2 separate regions of the Pan troglodytes genome follow, and region 2 is linked to region 1. Evidence: chromatin contacts called from public Hi-C data. All regions are on one chromosome and are shown on one strand. The core of a region is the stretch at or near the end of the contact, and the rest is flanking DNA. Distances in the headings are between cores, read along the strand shown. Region 1 holds the start of NTRK3 (neurotrophic receptor tyrosine kinase 3). Region 2 has its middle 14 kb from the start of MRPS11.

The links. Hi-C and Micro-C count contacts between places; a contact is called where the count stands out from the background.
Region 2: a contact with region 1 is called in a Hi-C map of induced pluripotent stem cells, with 3 times the contacts expected there. The contact joins the enhancer-like site here to the promoter of NTRK3 in region 1. A contact is called at or near these places in 4 of 7 Hi-C or Micro-C datasets (blood, induced pluripotent stem cells and stem cell-derived neural progenitor cells) and 1 of 1 datasets of contacts at active chromatin or transcription factors (stem cell-derived excitatory neurons).

The regions. Positions count from the first base shown.
Region 1 is chr16:80,048,627-80,055,197 of NHGRI_mPanTro3-v2.0_pri, reverse strand. NTRK3 (neurotrophic receptor tyrosine kinase 3) reads left to right here and starts at 4,982. Exons shown (of 17, transcript NM_001034123.1): 1 at 4,982-5,229. The coding sequence starts at 4,982. It overlaps LOC134808576 (5E5 antigen-like), which reads left to right and starts at 3,687. Exons shown (of 4, transcript XM_063795453.1): 1 at 3,687-3,790; 2 at 3,996-4,147; 3 at 4,251-4,463; 4 at 4,631-4,833. The coding sequence starts at 3,687. The coding sequence ends at 4,833. All of the region lies in intron 1 of LOC107968414 (a long non-coding RNA gene), which reads right to left.
Region 2 is chr16:80,242,851-80,250,231 of NHGRI_mPanTro3-v2.0_pri, reverse strand. No RefSeq gene overlaps it. Among named protein-coding and RNA genes, the nearest start is that of MRPS11, 14 kb to the left of the region's middle. Within about 2 kb of position 1,526, at least 5 of the 24 cell types and tissues checked have an H3K27ac peak or open chromatin away from gene starts, as enhancers often do. A contact at or near this core is called in induced pluripotent stem cells, where this site is marked.

The DNA of each region.
Region 1 (6,571 bases), core at 3,733-6,232:
TGCTTTCCTGGACCACTTTGGTGCTTGACTGTCCCCTTTTGTGGGTGGGCTTTCATCTTCCATGTATGGTCAAAATTCTTTCCTTGGACCCAGAGCTTCTGGATAGCATTATACATCCCCAGCATCCAACCAGGCCCAGACCTGTCTCTTTCCCTTGTAACTTATGCTTGGGCCACCCAAGAAACAGAACTCCTCCTCTAGCCCAAGCCCAGATCTGCCAGCTCCAGATAGCTCTTTTAGAACAGCAAGTCCTTCAGGACCTAGTATTCCCTTTGTAGCCCGCTGTGCTCCCCAGTCACCTCCCAGTATCACAGTTTCTTGACCAGCTGAGACTTGCAGAAGTAGATCCTATTTCTGCCCAAACTTGAAAGTTGTGCAGCACAGCTCTTGGATTCAGAATGACACCATAGGAGCAGGGCATGATGGGTGAATCCATGGACCTGCCTGGTGTGTGGCCTACATCCCAGTAATGTGGCCACTGACTCAGGAGTATGGGTCCTTTGGAAAAAGGGATGTGGCTGGGTTAGAAAGGCAGACAGGTGACCAATAGACTGGCAGGGCTCTGCTCTGAGTTTCCACTCCCTTTCTCCCTTGCTAGGTGGAGGGGAATGTGGGCTGCTGGAAATCTCCCATAAACAGTTGATATTAATCTCAGGTGCTTGCACGCCTGGAACATGCCTTTTAAGAAAGACACGTGTTCAATTTCTCTAGGTGTCAGGGGAGTTGGGCCACTGTGCTCCAGCAAGTGGTCCCCACTCTGACCTGTCTGGTGAAAGATTGCATTCGAATCTTGGGAACATTTCTGTCTTCTCCAAACCCTTGGTACTGGAAGGTGTCTACTCACCTGTAAAGGGTTTCTAAAGCTTTACTTTCTGTTCAAAAAACAAAACAAAACAAAAAACTTTGCCTATTCCTGCCCCTTATTGATCAGCAAGGGGCACATGGGTGAGTTTCCTCCTTTCTAAGACTCCAGCTGGTAGCAAAGGAGATGAGGAGGTTGGGGGGTGACCCCTGGTTGGCTGGATGCTGAGCTTGGTCATGATATCTCCAGGACTCCATGAAGCGACAGGCATTTTTCCTTTTCAACCAGGACATTCTTATCAAGAGGTAAGACACTGTAAATGCTCTGGACTCTTACTGAGGGGAGGGTGTCTACACTGGAGACTTTCTTCTGCTCCCACATTTAAACCTGGCCTACTGCAGAGGTTAAGAACTAGCAAACTCTGAGTGTGCACTATTATTGACCCTGCACTATGATTTCTGTGAGCAGTGCATGAGCAGGTCATTCTCACCTTCTTAAGCTTAGAATGAAACTTCAAATGTCTTTTTCTGACAAGGCCCCTGCCTCTGAGATACCCAGTTTATTTCACCCTAACTTCACTGTAACTGAATAATATTATGAGGACCCATCATCCCCATCATTCCCCACCTTTTTTTTTTTTTTCCTCCCTCAGCAGTCCCTTTGGCCCAGATCCATGTAGAATCAGAGAATCTTCAGGCTGGGAGGGGTGACTATGGGGCTGCGATGTGCTTATGAATCACCTGGGAGCTTGTTCTGATGGACATTCTGGTTTGGGAGGTCTGTGATGGGGCCTCAGATGCTGCACTTCTTGCAAGCTTCCAGGTGATATGGATGCTGCTGGACAGAGGGCCACACTTTGGGTTTTGAGGATCTGGTCTTAACGTGGTCATTTTACAGATGGGAAAGCGGAGTCCCAGAAAGCTTGTCATTTCCCTGTGGTTAGAAATGAAATTCTGCTCTTCGCCACACTAGTCTATCACCTGCTTTTTTTTTTTTTTAAACCTTTAAGTTCAGGGGTACGTGTGTAGGATGTGCAGCTTTGTTATACAGGTAGACATGTGTCATGGGGTTTGTCGTACAGATTATTTCATCACCCAGGTATTAAGCCTGGTATCCATGAGTTATTTTTCCTGATCCTCTCCCTCCTCCCACCTTCTACCCTCTGGTAGACCCTCATGTGCATTGTCCCCTCTATGTGTCCATGTGTCACCTGCTTTTGAAAGGGCTTCCCTCTTTTTCAGCTGTCGCTTCCTGCTCAGGCCCAGAGTGTGAGCATAAATGTAGCACCCCATCTTAATCCCATTTTACTGTCAGGATGAAAGACTTCTTGCCCATCAGGGCCCCTTGCTCCACAATCTGCATTTTTACCAAATCCAGAGGGGTTTTTAAAGGTTTTTTTTGTTGTTGTTTTTGTTGTTCTAACTTATGGATGTCTCTTCTTCTCTGCTTGACATGTTAAAAATCCTCTCTCTCTCTCTTTCTTTCTCTCTCTCTCTCTCAAAAAAGTGGGCTGGGCATCTTTTGGACACAACCATTTCAGTTCCAGGCTGGAGCACTGATGCTGGGCTGAATCCACTTGGCGTTCCCTGCCCAGGAGTGGTCTGAGAGAGGCTGTGTTTCTCTGCTGCCACCTGCCACCTCCCAAGAGAGGCCAAGTGTTAGGATCTGACTACACCTCAGTTTCCCTGACTCTCAGATATTCTAAAGCCAATCCCAGAATGGCACTTGAAGTGACAGGGAAATTCCCAGTGGCCTAAGGACACCCAGGATTGGCCTAGGGCCAGTAGCAAGTGGTTTGAGAGTCCAAGGAGGTCTTCACACTCTGTCCCCTCCTGCTGGTGGGAGGGCAAAATGCCAGTCTGGAGACAAGGCCATAATGGCGACGGGGGTAAAAATCTCCCTGAGGCCAAGGGAAGGTGGAATGTGACGGGAAGTCGGGAAAACTGCCTTTTATAGGCATGTTCTTTTCTTCCATTTTTTTCGTCCAAGTTTTTACTCCAAGCGACAGTGCCACCCGAAGGCGACCGGCCTGTTCGTGGTTGCGCCTGGGGCAGGCGGTGACACCGGCATACCCCTTCCCCCATCTTGCCTGCAAGTTGCATGACCTGCATCGGAATCCACGGGGGGCGGGGGAGACTCCTTTCAGATACTGGATGCAGTTGAATTGAATTCAATGTATTTTGCTTCCTCGCCTGCCCTCATCCAAGCTCGGGAAGGAGAACCCTGCTTTCTTCTGCGTGTGAATGCTGTAGTGTGTCTGCCTGCTCGGACTCCCCTAACCCTTTCTTCTCCTTTCCCACAGCGAATGCTCGTTTTTTTTTTTTTTTTTTTTTCAGCAAACAGCTCACACTTGGCATCTTTATGTTTTATTAAGAAAAAAATCCCTACCAGCGCAAAAGCGGGGACCCCCCCCACACACTTCTTTCCCGGATGAGATCTGAGCTCTCGTCGAAAGCTGCACCTGCTTTGCGTCCCTACCAGGAAGGGGTGCTTGTGTGGGAGGGAAGGAGGAGGTTCTGCGCCCCCGAATCCGGAGAAAGCAGCCCGCCCGCCCCTCACCCGGCAGCCAGTTCAGCGCACCCGAGAGCTGAGCCCAAGAAGCCGGCCTCTGACGGTGCTGGCGTGGCGCTTGCCAAAATATGCCCCTTGCATCTCAATTTCCCCCGGCCATTTCTCTTGCACGCACAGCTCGCCCGGGGCCACCTCGGCTCTCCAGCGCAGCCCTTTCGACCCTTGTTTCTTCCTTCCCCGATCCATGCCTGCTCAAGGCCGAATGCAAAACCCACCTCCAAGAAAGCGCAGCGGGCACGGGGGGCACCTAGCGTGCCATGTCCCGCAGTCCCCTCCCAGCCAAGACCAGCGCCCCAGACTCTAGATTACGGAAATGAGTGTCATTCAGACCAAGGACTGCGCGTCTGCGGTCCCGGTCCCCGGCTCTGGGTGCTTCTCTGGGGTGTCTGTGCGCTCCGGCACCCCCCGTCGCCGTCCGTGAGCCTGCGCCCCCCACCCACCCAGGCTTGGGAGCGCCCCCCACCCAAGGCTTGGGAGCACTCCCCAATCACCTCCGCCACGTTCATTTCACTTCCTACCGCGGTCCGGATTGCAGCAAAACCGGGTAGCGCGAGGGCCAAAAAGTGGAAAGGAGAGCGCCTTTCCGTGTCGTGCAGCCAGCTCGCCAACTCTCCCTCCCCAGCCCCGACCCTCGCAATCTCAACTGCAACTTTTTCCCTTCGGTCTCGGTTTCCCCCGGGCTGCGGCTAGCGGGCGCCGCGCTGCGAGGCGTGGAGCGGGCGGGCTGCCGCGAGGCTGCGGGTGGCGGTGCCGGCTACAGCCGCGAGCCGGCGAGTGGGTGGGTGGGTGGGTGGGGAGGAGGGAGAGGACGGGCGGGGAGAGAGACGGGTGTGGGGAGGGGAGGGAGGGGGAGATTCCGCTCTCCTGCCGCTCCCAGCCCGGGCGGGGGGCGGGGGGAGGAGGCCGCGACGAGGGAGGGGAGGAGGGAGGGAGGAAGGGAGGGAGGGAGCCGAGGAAGACGCTCCGATAACCCGTGCGTTTCGTAAGGCTCGGAGCACTTGTACATTTCTGCAGCCGCGCGGCGAGCCATTCGCGGCGGCTGCTGCAGCTCCTACTGCATCTTCCTTCTCTTCCTTTCATCGGGCTCCGGGTGTGTGTATGTGTGAGAGTGTGTGAGTGTGTGTGTTTTGCAGGTGTGTGGTGTGTCCGTTTTAATTCTGCCCAGTAGGTGGGACTTGGTGACTTTAGCACCATTTTTTCCTTTTCCTTTTTTTTTTTTTTTTTTGCCTCCCCACCGTCTGTTGCAACCCTGCAAAGTCTCGGAGTCGGAGAGCGCGCCTCGCTTCCAGAGCCCCCGGACCCGGCGAGTCAGCGATCGCCGAGCCGGCCACCATGCCCGGCAGACCGCGCCACTAGGCGCTCCTCGCGGCTCCCACCCGGCGGCGGCGGCGGCGGCGGCGGCGGCGGCGGCGGCGGCGGCGGCCGCGATGGTTTCAGACGCTGAAGGATTTTGCATCTGATCACTCGGCGTTTCAAAGGCAGAGGCCCCCCCTCCCCCTTCTCCCCTCCCTCGCCGTCTTTGTTTCCTTCCCCCCCTGCTCTCCCCACTCCCCCCACCCCACCCCCCTCTCCTCTCCTCCTCCTCTTTTTTAGAAGCAGCGATCGGAGATGGATGTCTCTCTTTGCCCAGCCAAGTGTAGTTTCTGGCGGATTTTCTTGCTGGGAAGCGTCTGGCTGGACTATGTGGGCTCCGTGCTGGCTTGCCCTGCAAATTGTGTCTGCAGCAAGACTGAGATCAATTGCCGGCGGCCGGACGATGGGAACCTCTTCCCCCTCCTGGAAGGGCAGGATTCAGGGAACAGCAATGGGAACGCCAGCATCAACATCACGGACATCTCAAGGAATATCACTTCCATGTAAGTCAGGCGGCCGCTCCCCAGCCTGCCTCCCCCGCGCTCCGCGTCTCCCTCCTGCCCGCCCGCGGCCGGGAGCCGGCCCTCCGCCCGCCCCAGCTCGCCGCTGCCCGCCGCCCGCTGGGCGCGCGTCAGGCTCGCTCTGGCTCGGGAGATGCTCTCCGGCTGCGCATTCCAGGTGACTCCGGCCCTGGCGAGGCGCGATCCGGCGATGCGTGTGTGTGCCTCTCCCCGGAGAGGACCCTGGCCGCCGAGGGCACGCGGGGCCCAGCTACCGCCCGCCCCCCAACCAGTTGCTGGCTCGTTTCGATGGTGCAAATTGTTTTTTTTGCTCCCCACTAAATAGCAACAGTTTGGCCACGCTCAAGTGGAATAAAGTAGACGAGGTTCGATTCTTTGGCAGAGGCGGCAGCAGCGGTGGCAGCGGCGACAGCGCTTAGCCGGCAGGGAAGGTGACAGATAGGGACTGCTCGCGATCCAGCCGAGGTGTTTAACTATTTCCATTTGGAAACAGTAAAACATGCTGACAAGTAAACAAGTTGCGAGCTGGCTGCTCGCGGGGAGACTTTGGACGTGTGGAGGCCGTCATGGACGCCTACCTCTTCCCTTCCCCTCCTGCAGCCCGCCCTCTCCAGCCCCATTTTGGGCATTTCCGAGACACCCCCTTTGCCACCCTCATCTGCATCTGGGCGCCTACAGATCCCTTCCCAGTTTGGGCTTTGATAACTGCTCGGAATAATTCCGAGTCAGGATGGAGCAGGGAGAGGAGAGGGCGTGTGTTTTGAGGAGAGGGGTTTCTTGTGTGATCGTGCGGATCGGTTCATTTGGAACATTCAACTCTGGCTGGCTTTTGCTTGGTTCTGCCCCCTCCGAGGGAGACCAGTGCTGGCCTGCTCTTTTCTCCTTGCTATTTTTCTTTGGTGGGGATGGCAGCAGACGCAAAGGAGAGGACAGATCGAGGGCTGGGGACCGGAGAGTCTGCTCCTCTTTTCTTTCGTTGACCTCGGCCAGGTGACCCCTTCCTAACCTACCACCCTGGAGAAGGGTGTGGACCGTACTGGAATTGCTCAGAGGATAATTCTCACCTCTTTTCCCCCAAGGCTTCCAGCCCTTGGGGACCCTCAGCAACGGGTAGGCAGCTGAGAAGGGTTTGTGCTGAGGTCCTGGCCAAGGTCTGGAGGAAGGCATTTTGGGTGGCTCTTTACCCCTTCGACGGACTTAAGGGGGCCGGACCTGCCTTTGGTGCTGCTCTGGGAGCACCTCCCCTTGCTTCAGCCCAGGGCCATGGGGCTGCAAAGCCTGGAGGAATTGCAGTCCTGCTCTCTGGAAAGCCCACCAGCCCTCT
Region 2 (7,381 bases), core at 277-2,776, 200 kb before region 1:
GTGCCAAGAGCCTTGTGAGTGCCCTTACTTACAAGCTACGTTGTTATTTAAACCAGCAGGGCAGGCATCTTTATCCCTATTTTATACATGAGAAATAAACTCAAGTTAGTTAGCTTACTTTGAGTTACTTCCTAGTAAGAAGTGGGGCCAGAATTCAAACCTAGACCTGTATACAAAGGTAGTTCTTAACCTTTCTTAACTTTACCTTTCTCATCTATAAAATGAAGATGATACTTCTTCTCAGGTAATGTGGTAAGTTATGTGAGAGTACTTAGCACCACGTGTGGCTTGTTATAAACACTCAGCGAATGTTTCCCTCCTTCCAACATACTTAGGCTCCTGAATTCTGCTCCTTCATTTAGCTGTAACATCTTTAGCTTTTACAACTCCCATTCTCACCTTTTCTAAGTTATACATTGTGGCAACCAAGCATTTCTGACCTATTTGGAGAGGGATGTGAGTAACTTGGACATTAATGGTTTCCATCCATTAATGCCACACACAATGGTTGTATGGCAGGTAAGTCCCATAGCCAGCCTCATCCAGCTGGTTGGGCATGTTAGCTCTGTCCCACCCTGGGCCAGGAAATCCAGAGCCACTGTTAGGCACAGGCTTATGGGCACTAAAAACAGAAAGGATTTGCTGACCCGTTCTATTACCCCAACAGGGGAAAAGGAGTGCCGCTGAAAGGTCAGCAACCCAATTATTGAAAGCTCACAGATCGCTAAGCTTCAAACACACATAGCAAGATAAAGCCTGTTTGCCTGAAATCTCAGGGTAGCCTCAGCCCCTACCCTTCTCCGCTTTATTTTCTAGAAGCACATCGGGCCTGGATTATGGCCAGTTACTTTAGGCTATCAGTCGCCTTTCACCTGTCTTGGCATTTTGGTGCTTAAAACAGGAAGCGAAGGAGGAAAGTGTTCTCTCTGTGGTCGGAATAGGTGCTGTTAAAGGCTCAGGGATAGATCCAGATAGCTGAATCACTGCTGTAGCTGAGGGGCTGGGGCTGGAAGGTCCCCTGCAAGTCAGGAGATAGGCACTGCCAGGGAGGGTCTTACTAGCCTAGAGCAAGACATAGGTGCACATGTGCACGCATACATCCCAGCTACCCTACTAAGCCACTCTGAAGTGGGCCTGAGAAGCTGGCCCCAGGTTTTATTCAGAGGCTTTGGCAGTACAAACAGAGCATTGATTGCCCGAGTGTCAGATACCAGGCCCCAAGTAGCTGCTGAGTGGCTAAGGTGGGTGGGGGAGAGAGACTCCCAGTTTCTCCTTTGGCCCAGTAGGGGAAAACTGTCCTAATGTAGTCAGATGAGGGCACTGAGGCTAGGGCTTTTGGGAATGACAGGGCTAATAGACAAAGTTGAGAACACCCTGGGCCTAAGGGGTTTGGGACACACCTCCAGGTCAGAAAGCCTTGGGGTAGATCAGGCTGAGAAAAGGAGAGAGAGGATATCCCCAGACCGAGAAACCAGATGGCAGCCCAGAGTGGAAGGCGGGGCTTTATGACAGCTGGAGTGGGCTCATACGCATGAGCACCACAAGGTGGCAGGGTTTGCCTGGCATCTGCTCTTCCAGAAGTAGGCTGTCTCTGGAAACCTTCACGAAACCTGGAAACCTTCTGGAAACCTGCCTGGCCTTAGGCTGCTGCCCTTGGAGAAGCTTCTTATCTCAGGCTGAGCAGAGTCCCCAGCACCCAGTCTCCTGGGGTTAAGCAGCAGCCAGAAGCTTGCTGACAGCCAACCAGGACAGATGTGGGGCACTCATGGCCATCCACCCCCATGCATCAGCTCCAGGGAGTGCCACAGATGGACACCATGCCCTTGGGAGGGGAGGGCACCCAGACTGCCATGTGTTAGGACCACTTCATGTAGCCTTGTGCTAGGCCTGCATGTCCACAACATAATCTGACTCACCTAAGAATTACGTTGGTCTTGTGTGGCATTTTTAGATCCATAGACAAGCTTGGAGAGGGGAGGAGACCCTGTGAAGGTCTCAGTCAATGCTTGGTAGAGCCAGGATTTGAACCCAGAGCTATGTGATTCTAAAGCCATCCATTGTCCCATGCTGCCTGGACCCCTGCCTTTGTATCATGGAATTCCTGAACTGGTCATGGAGGGGCAATCTACTGCAGGCTCATGGACCCCTTGGAAAGCCTGAACTGGGGTGATTTGTGAGAATATGAAGAGGATTGACATGGAGAACAGTGAGGCTGAAGGGATTGGAATTATTTGAACTTGGAGAAGGGAATGGTGAGAGTCATGGTTTTTGAGTGTGTATATTACTTACACAGAGGATGTCCATTAGTCATCTTGGTCTGAATTAGAGGAAGTAAGCAAGCTTTAAAATGCAACAGTAGGAATTTTGAGAAGTTACACATGGGAAGAGTTCCTTGACATTTAGGATTATTAAATATTAAAGTGAGTTTTTATTTGAAGATGCTACTTCTTAGTACAAAAATCAACAGTTAAAGCACAATTTGGGAAAGCTAATTGGTAACAGTGGGTAAGAATCTCCATGAGTATTAAAAATAAAACAAGAACAAATGCCATTAAAAATAAGGTCAGTTCTGAGTAGTCCAATAGATTAGTCTTTTTCAGTTTCTTTGTCAATCACCTCACCACATTTTCTACAAGACGGTAAATCTTGATGACAAGGAAAAACCTCAAATAAAGAGAATTCTTGAAACATCCCAGTTAACCCTTCAACAAATATTTGTGGAGGAGGTTGCTTTACAGCCAAGCACTGGGAATAAAATGGAGACCAAAATACTCTTGGCCAACATCCTCAGTTTAGTGCTGAGGGTGGTGGGGGAACCCTGCCTGTCAACAAGCCAAAGGGAGCTGTGCTGTGCACCAACCCTGTGAGGGCCTCAGAGCAGGCCTCAGAATAGAGGGGAGAGAGCCAGGGAATAGAAGAGAGTAGGAATCACGTGCACAAAGCCCAGAGAGGCCTGGAAGAAGCTCTGTGGGGCTGGAGGGCAGTGCATATGGGAATTATTTTACAGTGTTTTAGGTTCTTAACTGTCCAAGACAGCTTAAGAGTAGTTTTGTCTGAAGGCAAGAGAATGAGTTCCATGATGCCTTGTGCAGAATCACATCTAACCTGAGGGCTGGATTCTAAAGTCACTGTATAGGTCACAAATCATCTATGACTAAAGTTACCATGGAAATATCCTTTAGAAAGGTAACACATTGGTGACTGGCCAGGTCTCTCCGGGAATCTAACATGGCCAGTGTTTCTTCTAGAGGTGGAACCAATCATGATTTATTTGGAGGAGCACAAGATTAACCAGTTGGCTTGTGTTTCGGGGCCATGATGTATAAAATACTAAGATTCCTATCCCTGTCCTTGAAGGGCCGTTGACTGCAGGTCTGTGCCCCATCCCTTAGAGGCTTGAATGGAGCGGGTTGGGAGAATATGAAGAGGATTCTGAATTACACCAAATATGAGATGTTTGCACAAAGACAGACATTCGAGGTCCTAGATGGAGTTGCCTCATCCATCCGAGGCTAACTCCAGAGCAGGAGCCCATGGAAGAAAATAGTGGATGAAAATACTTGCACTGTTTACAGTATTATTTGTCTCACCTTTAAAATTCTTGCTGTAATAGTTCGAATTTATAAAAGTTAAATGTGTGTATGATGGAATTCTGTAGACTCCACAGTATTCCTTTGGTTCCCAGTAGTTTCTGTAGCTCCCTGCACACTGCCATCCACAACAGCTAATTATCAAGCAATGAAGCTTGTATTTTAATGCGTACATGCAAGGGAAGCTTAGCCTCAAGGGGGACAAATTCCCTTTTTTTTTTTTTTTTTTAAAGAGAGAGATTTGGGTTTTGGAGAAGTTCTTAAGCCAACAATGGGAATGATGAATGATTAAGTGATTAAGTTGGGTCATTCTAGCCTGAGCCAATAAGAATATGTGATGATGAGTAATGATTGTAGACTATTTGTTGGGCGCAAGATGGACTGTGAAAGCAGACCCCAAAATTTTACTGGGCCATGGCTGCATCAATACAGTAAAAATTTAACTTTTTAAGGTGGCTACTTTGAAACTCATTTGGATGAAAAAGTCTGTTTATTAGGGCAAATTTTATGTTTCTTATAGTCCCACCTCACGCACAGCTGTCTTTGAACACCATTCTCTTAGCCATTCTTTATGCGCGTGTGAGCCTGAAAAGTTTAGTATGCATTTCTGTCCCCAGCGAAGACAAATGGCCACATTTCCTTCTATGGATATAGGGAACATTTCTGTACACTCTGTTCTTCCATCCCTATGTCTTCTCACCAGTTTCTCTCTCTCTCACACACACACATACACACACACACTCTCTCTCTGTCACACACACTCTCTCTGTCACACACACACTCTGTCACACACACACTCTCTGTCACACACTCTCTTTCACACACACACACACACACACACCTTGGATGAACATCACATCACACAGCTGTGAACATTCACATCACATATACACCTCCTGAATATTCACAGCACACACACACGTATCCCAAGAGCTTTAAATATTCTCATCACACATACACATAGTCTTGAATGTTCGCATCACACACAAACACTTGGGTGTTTGTTCCTATCACACACAGGTATAAAGCTTGTTCTCTGTCTGATACATGCATATCCTTGAACGGTCACACTAAAACACACACATGCACACTGCCGACACACCTTTGAAGCTGATATAATACACACGCGTATTCTTGAACATTCACGTCACATGTAGGCTTGAACATGCACCTCACACACTGGGGCATTTGCCTGTTGCTCTCAGACCCATTCCCTAGCCTTTCCCTGCTGTGTTTTGTAATGCATATGTGTGTGTGTGCATGTTGGGGAGGGTGTTAACCACTGCAAATTACCTTTCTTTCTTTTTTTTTTTTTTTTTTTTGAGACAGAGTCTCACTCTGTCGCCCAGGCCGGAGTGCAGTGGTGGGATCTCGGCTCACTGCAATCTCTGCCTCCCAGGTTCATGCCATTCTCCTGCCTCAGCCTCCCGAGTAGCTGGGACTACAGGCTCCCACTGCCACGCCTGGCTAATTTTTTTGTATTTTTAGTAGAGACGGGGTTTCACCGTGTTCGCCAGGTTGGTCTCAATCTCCTGACCTCGTGATCTGCCCGCCTTGGCCTCCCAAAGTGCTGGGATTACAGGCGTGAGCTACCGCACCCGGCCTGCAAATTACATTTCTTAAACTTTTTTGCCAACTGGATTCCAGCTGGATTTGGCCATAAGAGGTACCAACAAGAGACTGAAAGGAGGAGCAGCCAGGTATTTCTCCTCATTCTTTTTGTGTGTGGCAATCCAGCATCTACTCTGGGCCCAGCTCTGCTGGCAGCTGCCTTCATGATTCAAATTTCTGCAGGTAGTCGAGGCTCCTGGGAGCACCACGTCCTTCCTCTGTCCCCCCAGCCCTGGGAGTGGCAGTGACTTCTAACTTGCTAATCTCTGGGGTGTTCCACCATCCTCTGTTTTCATTTTTCAGTCTTTCCAACACGTTTGTAACTAGTTCCTTATATTAAACTCATTCTTCTGAACTACCTGGCATGGCTGAGTTTTTCCTGATTGGACCCTGACTGATGCTCAGCCAACGCCCACAGCTCACCTTAATAATTGTCTCAACTCTGACCTACAACCTTTCCTCCGACTGTGATCAGATTGCTGTTGGACCAAATCCTGGTACAGAGTTTTCAGTATTTGTTGAATGAATGAGTACAGTGACAACCCCTGTCCCCCCTACCACCAGTCCCCACTGTTCTAGAATTTTTCTGGATAGAGCTTGTTGCATCCCTGAGCCCATGAACTGAGTGGCTCCGGGACGTCTTCATCCCTCTCCAGATGGATTACAAATGACAACAGTGACGACACTGGTCGTCTTGGGCAGAGCCCATTTGGAGAGTGGAGGGTGAACCCTCATTCGAGTCAGGCCCTTGTGGAAACTTCAAGGGGCATCAGGCATAAGCAGATTTTGCAATAGTAGACCAGATGTGGCTTCAGAAGCAAGGGGACTATTACTACCTGAGATAAACAGGAAAGAATGAGGTCGTCTCTCTCCCCAAAGATTTAGGTGCATGTATGGTCTGAGGATTGGTCCTCAAATCTAAATTTCTAGCTTTGAAACTGACTTGGGCAAGCTGCTCTCTGCCTCAGCATTCATGCTTATAGAATTATGAGGTGCTATTACAGATCACTTCTTCCTTTTTGCAGAATGCCTAAGGAACTGTTTGATCTTGAACAAGTTATCCACCCCCATGTGGGCCTCGGGTTTTTCACTGACAACATAAGAAAGTTGCCTCCACAATCCTGGTGGGGACTGCCAGAGGCTGATGTTGGCAATCAGGGTTGGTCCCAGGCAATACCTGTGGTGTCCACAGGGTGGCGCCACACACAAATGTATACACGTCCCAGACGCTCCAAGTCGAAAGCTGTGCTGCCGGTCCGGAAGCCCACGTTCCCTCTTCCCTCACACCTCCTGGCATGTGAGCATCACGGAGTGACCATCTGCTTATTACAAATTGAGTGAAGGCATTGAAGGCCACTGCAAACATGCAGCTATATTGGGAGGCAGAAGTCACCAACCAAGTCATGAACACATTAGGGTGAGTTCATGGGATTACGCAGAGTCATGAAGAGGGTGTGGGAATTCAAGACAGGTGAAATGTGAAAGGGTAGACCCAGCCAGGAAAAAAGGTAATAACAGCAACATCCTATTGTTTTCCCATGTATTTGATTCAGTTTAACGTACTTTTGCTTTGAGTAGGCTGAGAGGCTAGATTCTCTCTGTAGTCTGGCATCCTAATTTTTGTGACTCTCACAAGATGCCGGAGGAAAGCAGGGTTGTATAAACCTCACTAGGAGTAAGGGCAGCGTGGAGCTGTGGAAGTGATGTGCATGGCCCCGCCTCACTCTCGTGAGTGGCAGAGCTGGGACTTAAATCTAGTCCTCGTGAGCCAGGGACCAGGTTCATGAAGGGCACTTTGGGGTACTGGAGACAGCCAGTAGGGTGGGGCGCCTGCCTCAGGATGGTCTTGGGTTAGCAGCTCCTGACATGTGACAGGGAGGCAATCCAGGCCTGTGCTCACGCATGGCTACATGCAAAGCAAAGCAAGGTGGACTCTTTAAATAACCTGCCTCCAGCTTCTTGCTTTACATTTGGGGATAACCAGGCTTAGAGACAAGAAGTCACCTGTCTTAGACCTCACAAAGAGTGGAGGCAAAGGCAGGAGATTCCAGGAGTCCTGAATCCCAGCCTGGGCTTTTGCCCACATGCCATGTGGGGTTTGCCTGGCGACAGCGTTTCAAATCCCTGATGCTTTCTGGGAGCCACTGGGAGCCCAGGGTCTCCTCCCTGTGCTCAAATAC